Regions from separate parts of the Mus musculus genome. Here regions 1 and 2 are each linked to region 3. A link is a contact called in public Hi-C and HiChIP or PLAC-seq data. All regions are on one chromosome and are shown on one strand. The core of a region is the stretch at or near the end of the contact, and the rest is flanking DNA. Distances in the headings are between cores, read along the strand shown. Region 1 overlaps Gm15411 (a long non-coding RNA gene). Region 2 has its middle 44 kb from the start of 2210417A02Rik. Region 3 holds the start of Wdr95 (WD40 repeat domain 95).

The links. Hi-C and Micro-C count contacts between places; a contact is called where the count stands out from the background. HiChIP or PLAC-seq counts read pairs in DNA pulled down with a chosen protein or histone mark.
Region 1: an H3K27ac HiChIP or PLAC-seq map of T-cell acute lymphoblastic leukemia shows a contact between it and region 3, with 3 times the contacts expected there. The contact joins the enhancer-like site here to the promoter of Wdr95 in region 3. A contact is called at or near these places in 4 of 39 promoter capture datasets (cranial neural crest, hippocampal neurons, maxillary cranial neural crest and 1 more), 2 of 484 Hi-C or Micro-C datasets (cerebral cortex and cortical neurons) and 6 of 115 datasets of contacts at active chromatin or transcription factors (SST interneurons, T-cell acute lymphoblastic leukemia, embryonic basal ganglia and 3 more).
Region 2: a Hi-C map of the N1E-115 cell line shows a contact between it and region 3, with 4 times the contacts expected there. The contact joins the enhancer-like site here to the promoter of Wdr95 in region 3. A contact is called at or near these places in 1 of 484 Hi-C or Micro-C datasets (the N1E-115 cell line) and 3 of 115 datasets of contacts at active chromatin or transcription factors (astrocytes, large pre-B cells and pancreatic cancer cells).

What each region holds. Positions count from the first base shown.
Region 1 is chr5:148,977,317-148,980,906 of GRCm38.p6, forward strand. The region is part of intron 4 of Gm15411 (a long non-coding RNA gene); the gene reads right to left. Among named protein-coding and RNA genes, the nearest start is that of 5930430L01Rik, 16 kb to the right of the region's middle. Within about 2 kb of position 1,360, at least 138 of the 459 cell types and tissues checked have an H3K27ac peak or open chromatin away from gene starts, as enhancers often do. A contact at or near this core is called in T-cell acute lymphoblastic leukemia, where this site is marked.
Region 2 is chr5:148,696,228-148,700,311 of GRCm38.p6, forward strand. No RefSeq gene overlaps it. Among named protein-coding and RNA genes, the nearest start is that of 2210417A02Rik, 44 kb to the right of the region's middle. Within about 2 kb of position 1,949, at least 31 of the 459 cell types and tissues checked have an H3K27ac peak or open chromatin away from gene starts, as enhancers often do. A contact at or near this core is called in the N1E-115 cell line, where this site is marked.
Region 3 is chr5:149,527,131-149,530,711 of GRCm38.p6, forward strand. Wdr95 (WD40 repeat domain 95) reads left to right here and starts at 1,549. Exons shown (of 23, transcript NM_029440.3): 1 at 1,549-1,641. All of the region lies in intron 1 of Gm15997 (predicted gene 15997), which reads right to left.

The DNA.
Region 1 (3,590 bases), core at 110-2,609, 550 kb before region 3:
TATATACCTTTAATTCCAGGACTTGGGAGATAAAGGGATCTCCTTGAGTTTGAGGCCAGCCTGGTCCACATAGTGAATTCCAGTACAAGCAGAGCTGCATAGAGAGAACCTGTCTTGGCAAAAAGAAGAGGTGGAGGAGGAGGAGGAGGAGGAGGAGGAGGAGGAGGAGGAGCGGGAGAAGGAGAAGGAAGGAGAAGGAGGAGGAGGAGAAGAGAGAAAGGAAAAAAGGAAGGAAGGAAGGAAGGAAGGAAGGAAGGAAGGAAGGAAGGAAGGAGAAAGGTCGCAGGAGGGATGGGGCAAGATGGCACAGGGAAGGTCAGCAGAATTCCTCATCAGCACCTCACAAGCCCCTGACAAGAACCTGCTTAACAACAGGAAATAGAATCTGGCAGAGCAGGCAGCTCTAACTGTCTCTGTCTTACACGCCCTCCACCCCAAGGGCAGAGCTCAACCCAAATCCCCTCTCCTAGAAGCCAGGCTTCCCGAGGAACAGATGTTAGCAGAGCTCAGGAAATCCTCTTGTCATAAACCCCAGCCTTCCTGCAAGGCCACCCTCTTTGTGTCATCCAGGGGACTTTCAGACTGTAATCTGAGCGAGCCTCTGAATCCTAGCAGCCCCGTTGCCTGCTTTGTTCGTAGGAAATGGGTTTGAGTTAACTCAAAGATAGGAAGTGTCTCACACTTAAAAATAGCCCCTTCCATAATAATAAGCAAATACAAAATTCCACCAGTTAGGACCTGGCCCAGCTACTCTGTTAAGGGCAGTATTGCAGAGAGAGGCCTGGGGAAGCCTTAGTGTCGGCATGCACCTCTCTTGTGCTCTGAGTATATAACAGAGGTATTCTTGCAGAGAGGGTGGCTGCAGACAAGCAATGGCGCCATCAGCTAAAAAAGATCCCGTGGCAAGAAGCTTGTCAGTATGTGACAGTTTCCTGGGCCATGTGTTGTAACTGCCACGTTATGCCTCTATAGTTACAACCCTAGGAACCGTGGGAAACAACAGCTGCAACCCCTGGGGACGCCTCAAGAGGTAATCAATGCCCGGAAAAAAAAAAATACTTGGGCAGGAAAAGTTTTCCTTTATTTAGGTTCCATGGTGCCAAACAGCAGCGGGCTTAGGCAGGAATGTTACAGGCCGGTGCTTAGTGAGACTCTGGGACCTTTTAGCTCTAAAAGGTTATCAACTTACTGGGCTTGTCAAGCATAGACAGTCGGTTACAGGAGTCAACTTTCGGTTGTCATTGAAGTTCCTCTAAGCCTCTTGCTTTGCACCGAGCAAGCAAACAACCTCTAATCCCTCAGCTATGTAGTTCCAAGTACACCACAGAGCACTGAGCCACACACACGCCTTTGCCTCGTGTTCTGTGTGGTTGCAGGTTAACCAGGCCTTCAGTTCTCTGCAGTAATTCCTGCCCTCGTTGCACACCAAGCTCTGGACTGGCAGGTTCTGTTCTGACGTCCCTGTTTGGACATCGCTTATTCGTGAATGCCTGTTAGACCCGCCACACAGACAAGCCATCCGGGCTATTATTTTTAAAAGCGGGAGTGCATGGTTTTGTGTTTGGAGAGACTTCATGACACATTTGGGAATCCAGTATCAAAGTCTTTGCTTTCAGGAAGTGAGCATTGGAAGGTAGGCTGGCAGGGAAGATCACCATGCTGCAGCCCACAGCAGGCTGGCACGAACATCGCACCTGCTACCTGGAGCTTCTTTGAGACATCAGTCTTTGGTGTAAGATGCACAGGCTCGCAAGCCTAAACAAATGTGTGCTCTGCAGCCCAGTAATATAAAAGACACCCAAGTCGTCAGTCCCGATCTCCCCGAGCCCCCCTCTTCTTCCAATCCACTGATTTTCTAAAATGCATGGCTGTAGACTTTTAGTGCACTCGGGGTTCTTTATAATTAATTTCTACCTCAAAATTTAACATATATCTTATATAAATGATATCATTTATCATGTATATTATTCTGAGACTATGTGTAACCCAGGTTGGCTTTGAACTTGCTGCCCTCTTGTGTGCTAGGACTACAGGGATGGGCCTTTCCTTTCTCCTCTCCCTTCCCTTCTCCTCCCCCACCCCCATCTTTGCCTCTGTCTCTGTTTTTGTTTCTCAATTTCGCTCTGTCTCTCTATCACCTTTCCTTTCCTGTTCCCTCCCCTCCCCTCCCCTCTGTCTGTCTGTCTTCTGTCTGTCTGTCTCTCCTCTCCTCTCTCTCTGTGTGTGTGTGTGTGTGTGTGTGTGTGTCTATCTGTCTGTCTGTCTGTCTGTCTGTCTCTGTCCCTCTTTCTCTCACTGCTCCAGGGTCTCACTGTATAGCCCTCAACATCTCCAGCTGCTGGGACTGAAGTCTGTGATACCTTGCGTGGTAGAGATATTCTCCGTCAAATTCAGAAACTAGCTTCCTTTCAAGGTTACTCAAGTCAGAGAAAAGTTCTGCTGGAACGTTCTCATTTTCTATTTGTTTCTATAGATGCAGTAGTCATGGGGGCGACATACAGAGAGGTAAAGGAGCAATGACTGCTCAGAACTCTTTACTTTTATATATTTATTTTGGAGAGGGAGGGTGTTTCTGCTACAGCATGCATGTTGGGGGCTGAGGGGCAAGTTGCATGAATCACTCACTTCTCTCTACCATGTGGATTCCAGAAGTTGAACTCTGTTCAGTAGGCAAATGCTTTGACCCAACAAGCCATCTTACTGACTCCCGGGACGATTTAATTTATAAAATTATTTTAAATTTTGTATATGTGTGTCAGTCCCTGTGTTAGTCTGTGCTTGGAAATGCAGATCCCCTAGAGGTGGTTACCAGCAATTGTAAGCTGACTGACTTCGGTGCTGGGAACTGAACTCAGGTTCTCTACAAGAGCATCAAGTGCTCTAACCACTAAGCCAGCTTCCTAGCCCCAGAACAACTCGACAATACACTTCCCCCCCACCCCCCGTTCTCTTAATCTCGACTTCCCACAAAATACAACGCTAAATATTTCAGAAGCCTGAGGATTGTGCCTGGCATTGTGTCTGAATACTGACCACTTTCCTGGGGACAGGAAACTAGGACCCTTGTCCATCCAGTCTCCAGCAGGCTATCATAATTCAAAAATAAATAAGTGAGCTCAAATGGCCTCCTGTTATTAAATTTTTAATTAAATATAAAAAACGAAGTCGCCTGCTCTTCTTCTGCTCTTAGCACAGCTCCTACTGGCTGTAGGAAAGAATTTTAATAGAAAAAATAAGATAGGATAATTAAATAACTAGTGCAGGAGTGATCCAGTGGAAACCACTAAGAATAGTGCATCAATGTGTTGTTATGGTCAAAGCTAGTGTAGCTGAAAACATGACCAAACCCACATGTCACAAACCCAGAAGTTAGCACATCCTGGCCTCCCTGGACACCCAGGAAGCCCCACCTCCTACCGGACACGCCCTCTTACCAGCTCTAGCCCCACCTCCTACTGGACACGCCCTCTTACCGACCCTAGCCCCACCTCCTACTGGACACTCCCTCTTACTAGCCCTAGCCCCACCTCCCACTGGACACTCCCTCTCACCAGCCCTAGCCCCACCTCCTACTGAACACGACCTCTTAC
Region 2 (4,084 bases), core at 699-3,198, 830 kb before region 3:
ATAGTGCCCCCAGCAGGATATTCCCAGCTCAAAGCATCACATCTGGCCCAGAGGAGAGATAGCATCATCTCGGTTTGTTTGGTACCCAGCATCCACCCTGTCCTCCACTGCCTGGAAGCCAGGTTCTGCACGGGGTGCTTGCTGCATGTGCTCAGTAGTAATTCTTCTCATTAGCGATATCCCTCCTGTTTTCTCCCACTAAATTAGGAACAGCTATTCCATCCTAATCATATTTAATTTTACACCATTAGTATTCATGCATACTAATTCTTAGGGTCCTGTAAAATAGGCAAGATAGGCTTCATTTCCTCGTGAAGACTGAAGTAAACAGACCCTGAACTAATCAGCCACAGTCAGGAGCTAGAAAGCCTGTTGTTCGGGTTCTGACTCATCTCCTTGACTTCAGAGTACCGTCTCCTTCCCTGAAATCACACTAGTCTCCAAGATGACCGCATTTTCAGACACTGGGGGTGGGGTGGGGATGTTGGGTGCTGTAGATTATAATTTGTAATTAAACACTTAGTGGCAAAGACAGAATAAAGAGAATCAGGGACAACTTTAACATTTGACAGTTTCATTTCCATAAGTCATAAAAATACTTATAAGTCAGTGAGTTAAAATGGGGATACATTATTTTCTGAAGAGACATCCTTGATGACCCAGTCTAGATTCGGTCTGATGGCATTTCCATATTTTCTCTCTTTCCTTCCTGGTGTGAGTCTGTGTGCATGCAAGCGTGTACATGCATGTGTGTGTGCTTGTGTGTGTGCACAACTGTATGTGAGTATGTGTGTGCCAGTGTGTATGTAAGTGTGGGTGAGTATGTGTGATCTAATGTGTTGAGTGTGTGTGAGTGTGTGAACTAGTGTGTGAGTGTGTGTGTATGTGTGTGTGTGTGTCTGTCTCTAGCAGTGTTACATGAATGCTCAACTCTAAGTAGTTAGGCACCCAAATATTGCCACAATCTAGGGCTGGGCAAAGTAGCAGGTGGACAGGAACTATCTGCGTTGTGTATCTCTTGAGGCACTTGCACTACTAGATTGTGGCCCACTTCTTTAAAATAAGCCTTTTAATTGGACATAGTTTGTTTTAACAGTCTCAATGTCCCCAACATGAGTATCTACCTTACTGTAGTCAGTTATGCTGCCTGGTAACTTCTTTAACAATGGCTTTTTCCTGTGGTGTGAGAGTAAATTCTGGGAATACAGCCAGAGGCTTTTCTTAGGAACTTCAATATCTGGGGTTCTATCAACTCCTTCAGGGTTTGTTTTAAAGGCATTTGAGGAAGGATCCAGAGACCCCAGGGCAGTACGACCCCATGTGACCTGCTTTGAAGTGGAGCTTTGCATCGTACTGTGTTAAACGAGCCTGGAATCCTATTTTTACTGTCATACCCACAACATAGACTTAGATTTTAACTTAGCTTTAAGAATATATTCTTTACTCTTTCTGCCCCCTCGGCTCTTATCCCAATAAATCCTGTTTGACGAATTCAGGCCAAGGGCAGTTCTCCCCAGAGATACGAGATTCTCCTTCATCCGGATTGTGTCGTTCCAAGTCCTAGCCGGAGCCAGGTGGTCTCAGCCAAGCCTGGAGCAGCCTGATGCCAGGCCCACGCAGCCTGAATCTTTAAGCAGCCCAGCAACGCGGAGCCTGGGGGTCTGCCAAGGGTACAAGGAGAAAGTCTTTCAAAATGTCAAGCTAACGGCTCTCCCAAGGAGGATGGAGGCGTTGAGAATGGACAGAGGACCAGAAAGAGGTGTTGGTAGAAACTTGGGCTCAAGTCTCTCCACTCCCTCAGTGCAGGAGATTGCATCTTCAGAGAGGAACGGGATACTTGAGCATCTTAGAATGACGCTCGGTGCCCGAGCCGGCCCACTTCTGCTCTGCACAGATGCCTCTGGAAAGAGGTGTCTCCTGGGGGCACAGCTTGCCTCACAGAGATGGATGCCTTCAAAGACACAGTCTTGGAAGGCGGCAGGCGTCTGAGAGGGACAGGGCTGGCATCCGTGCCTGTCTATATTCCAAGCTTTCTCTTTAAGACATCCGCTCTGTCCTCGCCAGTCTTTCCAGAAGATTCCACTCAAACGGAGTGGTTGCTAAGCCCATTCAAAACAAATGTCCAATATTTCTTAATTAGCACAAATGAACTTGACGTACAATATTTACATGGTGCTATTTTTCGTTTACTTTCTTCTTCTTCTTTTTTTAATCAAACAAGAGTTTCATGGTGCTTCACTTTTCTTGTTATGTGCGGTTTTATATTTGAACTGCTCACTGGGCTTGGGGGACTCGGGGCTCTGGCTGCCAGATCTTGTGAGTGAAGGCAATCTGGGATTCTCCTCTTCAGCCTGTGAAGCAAGCAGTCAGGGCCAGATTAGGAGACCTTTCTAAAGGAGAAAGAAGAGGGGAGACACTGTGAACCCACAGACACGCCACAGGAAGAAGGGGAGACAGTACACAAAGGCTATGTGTGGAGATCCAGAGAATTATGGCTGATCTCAAAAGGCAAATACATAGAAAGTTCTAGAAACCTTGGCGTCCACTGCTTCCATTTAAATATTGCTTGGGGCAAGGTTTTTTTTTTTTTGTTTTGTTTTGTTCTGTTTTTTTTGTTTGTTTGTTTGTTTTGTTTTGTTTTGTTTTTCTTGTTTTCCAAAGCCCTTTGTCATAACCAGGATGAAATAAACGGGAGTATCAGGAGACAGCGATTGTGAATGCCTCTCCAGGTACCTGGGGCGGGTCTTCATTATTCTTCCTGTTTTCTTTATCATCCTGTTTCTGTCTCTTCTCTGCAAAATCCAGAGTTCTGGGGGGAGGGGGGTTGTTTGTTTTGTTTTGTTTTGTTTGGAGGCATGAAGAGAAAGAAATGGTCAAGGACCAAGGGTCAGGTGGCCTGGCGGCACAGGCCTCTCACCTTTAGTCCTTTGAAGCAGGAGGGCCACAAGTCCATGTCCATGGCATACCTGAGCAACTTAGTGAGAGTTTGTGTCAACAATTAAAAAGGAAAGGAAAGGGGCTTTGGGTGTAGCTCTGTCTGGCACACACAAGACTCTACTTTGAATTTGCAGTGCTAAATAAATAAATATTTAAAAGAGGGCGAGAGGGGGCTGGTGAGATGGCTCAGCGGTTAAGAGCACTGACTGCTCTTCCAAAGGTCCTGAGTTCAATTCCCAGCAACCACATGGTGGCTCACAACCACCCATAATGAGATCTGACGCCCTCTTCTGGTGCATCTGAAGACAGCTACAGTGTACTTATGTATAATAATAAATAACTCTTATAAAAAAGGGGTGGAGGGCTAGAGAGATGGCTCCGAAGTTAAGAGGACATACTGCCTTTGCAAAGGTCCTAAGTTCAGTTCCCTGCACCCGCATCAGGCTGCTTGCAAGCACCTGTTCTGGCTTCTATATGAATAAAAATAAATCCTCAACAAATAAAAATGAGAAATAAAAGGAAGAATGTTGTAGGGGGTGGTTCAGGAATCTGCATACAAATGCTGAAGTTCTCTTAATTGACCAATAAAGATGCTAGTAGCCAATGGTTGGGCAGAAGAGTCGAGACGTCCAGGTTCACGCAGGCAAGCTAGGAGGCGCAGGAGGAAAAAAGAAGATTCAACATGCTTAGGAGGGAGAGAGAGAGAGAGAGAGAGAGAGAGAGAGAGAGAGAGAGAGAGAGAGAGCTACCAGCCATGTGAGATGGAGTGACCATTGGCCTCTTCCCCAGCTAGGCCTGGGGGTAGCAGGCAGGAGATTACAAATGCAACTAAGCTGAGGTCAGATTTAGGGTGCTGAGCATGAAGAAGGTAACTGTGCAGCTAAGTTGAGGGCAGATTTAGAGGCTCTGAGCTGGGAGTGAAGGTTAGGGCAGGTTATCCCCAGGAGGCTTAGAAGTGTCCAGCCATTGAGCTAAAAGGCATATTAAAAATAAGTTAATGTGTGTGTGCCTGTGTAAACGTGTGTGTGTGTGTGTGTGTGTGTGTGTGTGTGTGTGTGTGTGTGTGTGCGTGTTTCATCCGCAGAGCCAAGGGAAACAGGGCAGGGACTGGTAGCACGGTCTGCCTGGAGCTTAAAGCAGGGTAGTA
Region 3 (3,581 bases), core at 299-2,798:
TCTATAAAGACCTCAAACCAAGATACGATTTAGTGAGAAAGGGGACACAGCTGAGAGAGACCATGTCTGAAAACTAGGACTTGTATACATCCTCCATTAAATCTAAATTAAAATTAAGGTAGATTTTTTTTCCATCCATCTTGGGCATTTCCAAACTGACTTAGAGGTCTGGGGTGTACCTCAGTGGTAGAGTGCTTACCTAACATTTATAAGGTCCTGGGTTCAGCGTCAGAATTCTGTCTAAACTCCACCCCACAGTTACCTGGCAACAGGCAGGTAGGCCTGACCCACTATAAAAGGGGCTGCTTGCCCACTCCTCTCCCTCTTGTTCTCTTGCTCTCTTGTTCCCACTCTGTCCCCTCGCCTCTTCCCCGCCCCCCTCCACGTGCTCATGGCTGGCCTCTACTCCTCTACTTCTCTACTCTCCCTCTCTCTGCCTTTCTCTGCCTCCACTGCCCTCTTAACTCCCCTCCCCATGCCCTGAATAAACTCTATTCTATACTATACTATACTATACTATACTATACTATACTATACTATACCTGTGGCTGGTCCCTCATGGGGAAGGGATGCCTCGGCATGGGCCCGCTGAGACATTCCCTTCTCCCACACCTCACCACACCTCATAGCACATATCTCCTATTTATTTATTTATTTATTTATTTATTTATTTATTTATTTATTTTAAACACATCATTCAGGACTGAAGGAAGAAAGACAAAACTCATGGAAATGATTTTAAGTGATTCTTAATAATTCATATTTAAAATTACAACATTTCTGCTTCTTAGACTTCAACTACAGTTTCATCTGGTACTAAGGTCACCTGCCCAGAGACCTGGTGTGAAGCGAAGCGGTAGGCAAGACAGAGAAGCCCTGTTCTGAGCTGGCTGTCCTCCCGCTTAAGGAGCAGCTGTCTTAGTGGCCTCCCAAGCACCAACGCCAGGGCACCCGCGCCAGCTGCCACACTGGAGCTGCCGGAGTTCCACACCAGTAGAGTTTTATGTAAGGGCTTCAAAGCTACAGCAGCCACCGCAGTAGCTCTGACCTGGCCTTTCATGTCTCAGTCCAGACAAACGCGTGATTGAAGAAAGGATTCATCCAAGCCCGTGTCACATTGGCCATCTGGAAACCCGCCAGCCGCTCATTTAGCAAATTACTTTGTTTAAAGGCAGCTCTGTGTTCCAGCGTTTGTGCTACCAGGATGGGTCTCATAATTCCTCCGCCTTGGTTTATCCGCTCGGCTCCTCTCGATCTGCCTAGCAACTTAAAAGACTGTTAATGCGTGACAAGGCACTTGACCCGCATGATTTTCGAGCGGAGGGAGAGCATTCGTCTTGTGCTGGCTTGTCCTCTCCTCCAAAGCAAGGGCACGACGCCCCGCGCTCTCTGTCTTAATGAAGCCTGCCTTTATTAAGAAGCCCATTAAGCTCCACAGGGCCCAGCCATCCAGCACTGTAAATATTACCCCATAGAAATTCACATAGGGCCCTGGCGCGGGGTGGGGGATGGGGAGTACGGTAAGCGCTCACCCATTCTGCCAGTCTGGAGGAGACCTCAGCTCTCTGTTGATGGAAGGCTGTTGCTGTTTGACAGGCTGATGCCTCTTTGTTTGGAAAGATGAGTTAGAATCGTTAGCAGGTAATGTCACAAGGCCCCTGGGGTGGTTTGAATAAAAGAGTTGGAAGCAACCTGACTACAGAATAGCAATGAGTTCTCAGGTGTCTGATCTGGATTTTCTTCTTCCAAAAGAGGAAAGAAAGAGGAAAAAGGAGCCCACAGAGGCTGAGATGGTTTCTTATCAGGATGTTGCGGGTCACTTTGTCCTGATATGGTTTATCATCTGTCATTGACCAGGGCAAATGATCTTGGTGACTGTTGTTTCCATAAATTGCTCATCTGGGGTCGTGGTATTCTTAAGTCTGGAAGCTAGAAGCTCAAATCAGTGAGTGGATCAAAGACATATCGTGTGTTCAGTATCTAGCTAGGCCCTTTAAGGGGGCGGGGGGGGGGGGAGGATCACACAATAAATGTGCTTTGGGAAGTTTTTTTTTTTTTTTTTAAAGTGTGTCTATTTAGTGACTAGTAAAGACTCGGACTGGGTGTCAAATGTTGATGTGATTTGGGCCAAGGTTGCCTTAGTCCTCTCTTGGAATTATTTTTAGAGGTAACTGAATTAGTGATGACATATAGTAAGAACTCAACCGTGCTACTTGATATGTTTTGTAAAGCGCGGTATGCTTCACTGGGAGGGGGTGTCTTAGTGGGTGCCCCCTGTCCCCAGGTACCAGTCATACAACACGGGTCTAGTATAAAATGTTCACTTGAGGCATGGGAAGGGGGTTGAGAAAGGAGTTGAAGTAGAGAAAAAGAAGGGACAGAAAAAGATGGGGAGAGGGAGGGTGGGGGGGTCAGAGAAAGAGAGAGAGAGAGAAAGGGGTCAGAGAGAGTGAAGAGAGGCCAAACAGTTCTTTTTATAGCAACCCAGGCTCCCACCTGGCTGTTGCTAGGTAACTAACTGTTGGGAGGAACCTAGAAGGAATGCTAACGTGCTAACACTAATAACACCAGGTATGGGATAGCTATCCTCGGTATTGGCACCGCTAAAGTAGTCACTGGACTGGATCGAGGGAAGAGAGCTTTATGAGCCAACTCCATACATGTACCAACTCCAGGTAGGGAGAGGGCGGCCTGTGAATGGCACTGCATAAACCGGGCACAGCCTTGGTGGGCAGGGAAAGAAGTGGGTAGGTAGCTAGGTGGACTGGAAGGAAGCTCGAGTTCAGAGCACAGGAGTGGAGATGATGAACGAATGAGGGGCTGTGTTGGTGGAGGCTTGAAGGCTAAGGGGTCTCAACATGATCTAGCTGGTAACAAGCTGCCATCTTGCTTTCTTGCAGGAGAGCCGCAGAGAGCTCTGGGTCGGTAAGGGAGAAGATGGAAGCTAAGAGGCGGGGGGAGGGGGGGGGTGGTGGTCCAAGGCCAGTCATCACCCCAGGTCAGATGGACGAGACGTTCCGTGGAGGCAGCCAGAGGATGCATGGGAGGGAATGAAGCTGTAATCCCCTTCCAGAGGAGCCAGGCCTGAACTGACACCCATACACACACCAGGTGGAAAGGAGAAGGGAAGGAGAAGGGAGCCTTTGGGGACCACCCAGGCGGTTGCTCCGCCCACCATGTTCCAAGCATAGGTCGCTAGGACCCCAGGAGACTGACACGCCTTTGGAAGCCGATGAAGCCGTGGAGCTTTCTGGATAGCTGCGAGTGTTCAGAGTGAAGTGAAGGGCAAACGCAGGGGTCCATTGGAAGGCGCAAGTCCCAGGGGCCCATGGGAGCCACACAGGTGTAAACACACCAGTGGTTTAGGGAAGACAGCTCCATGGTTTTAAAAAAAACATCCTTCAAGGACCCAGAGTGTTGAACTGAAAGGACTCAGTGTTACAGTGAAGCTGCAAACCCCTGAGACCCCAACTCTAAGACAAGAGAGGAACTAAGAGAAGCGAGGCACCTGAGCAACCAACGGGGCCAAGAGGTGCTGAAGTGAGAAGGGGTTGATCGCTAGCTGAGGGATGCAGTCACTG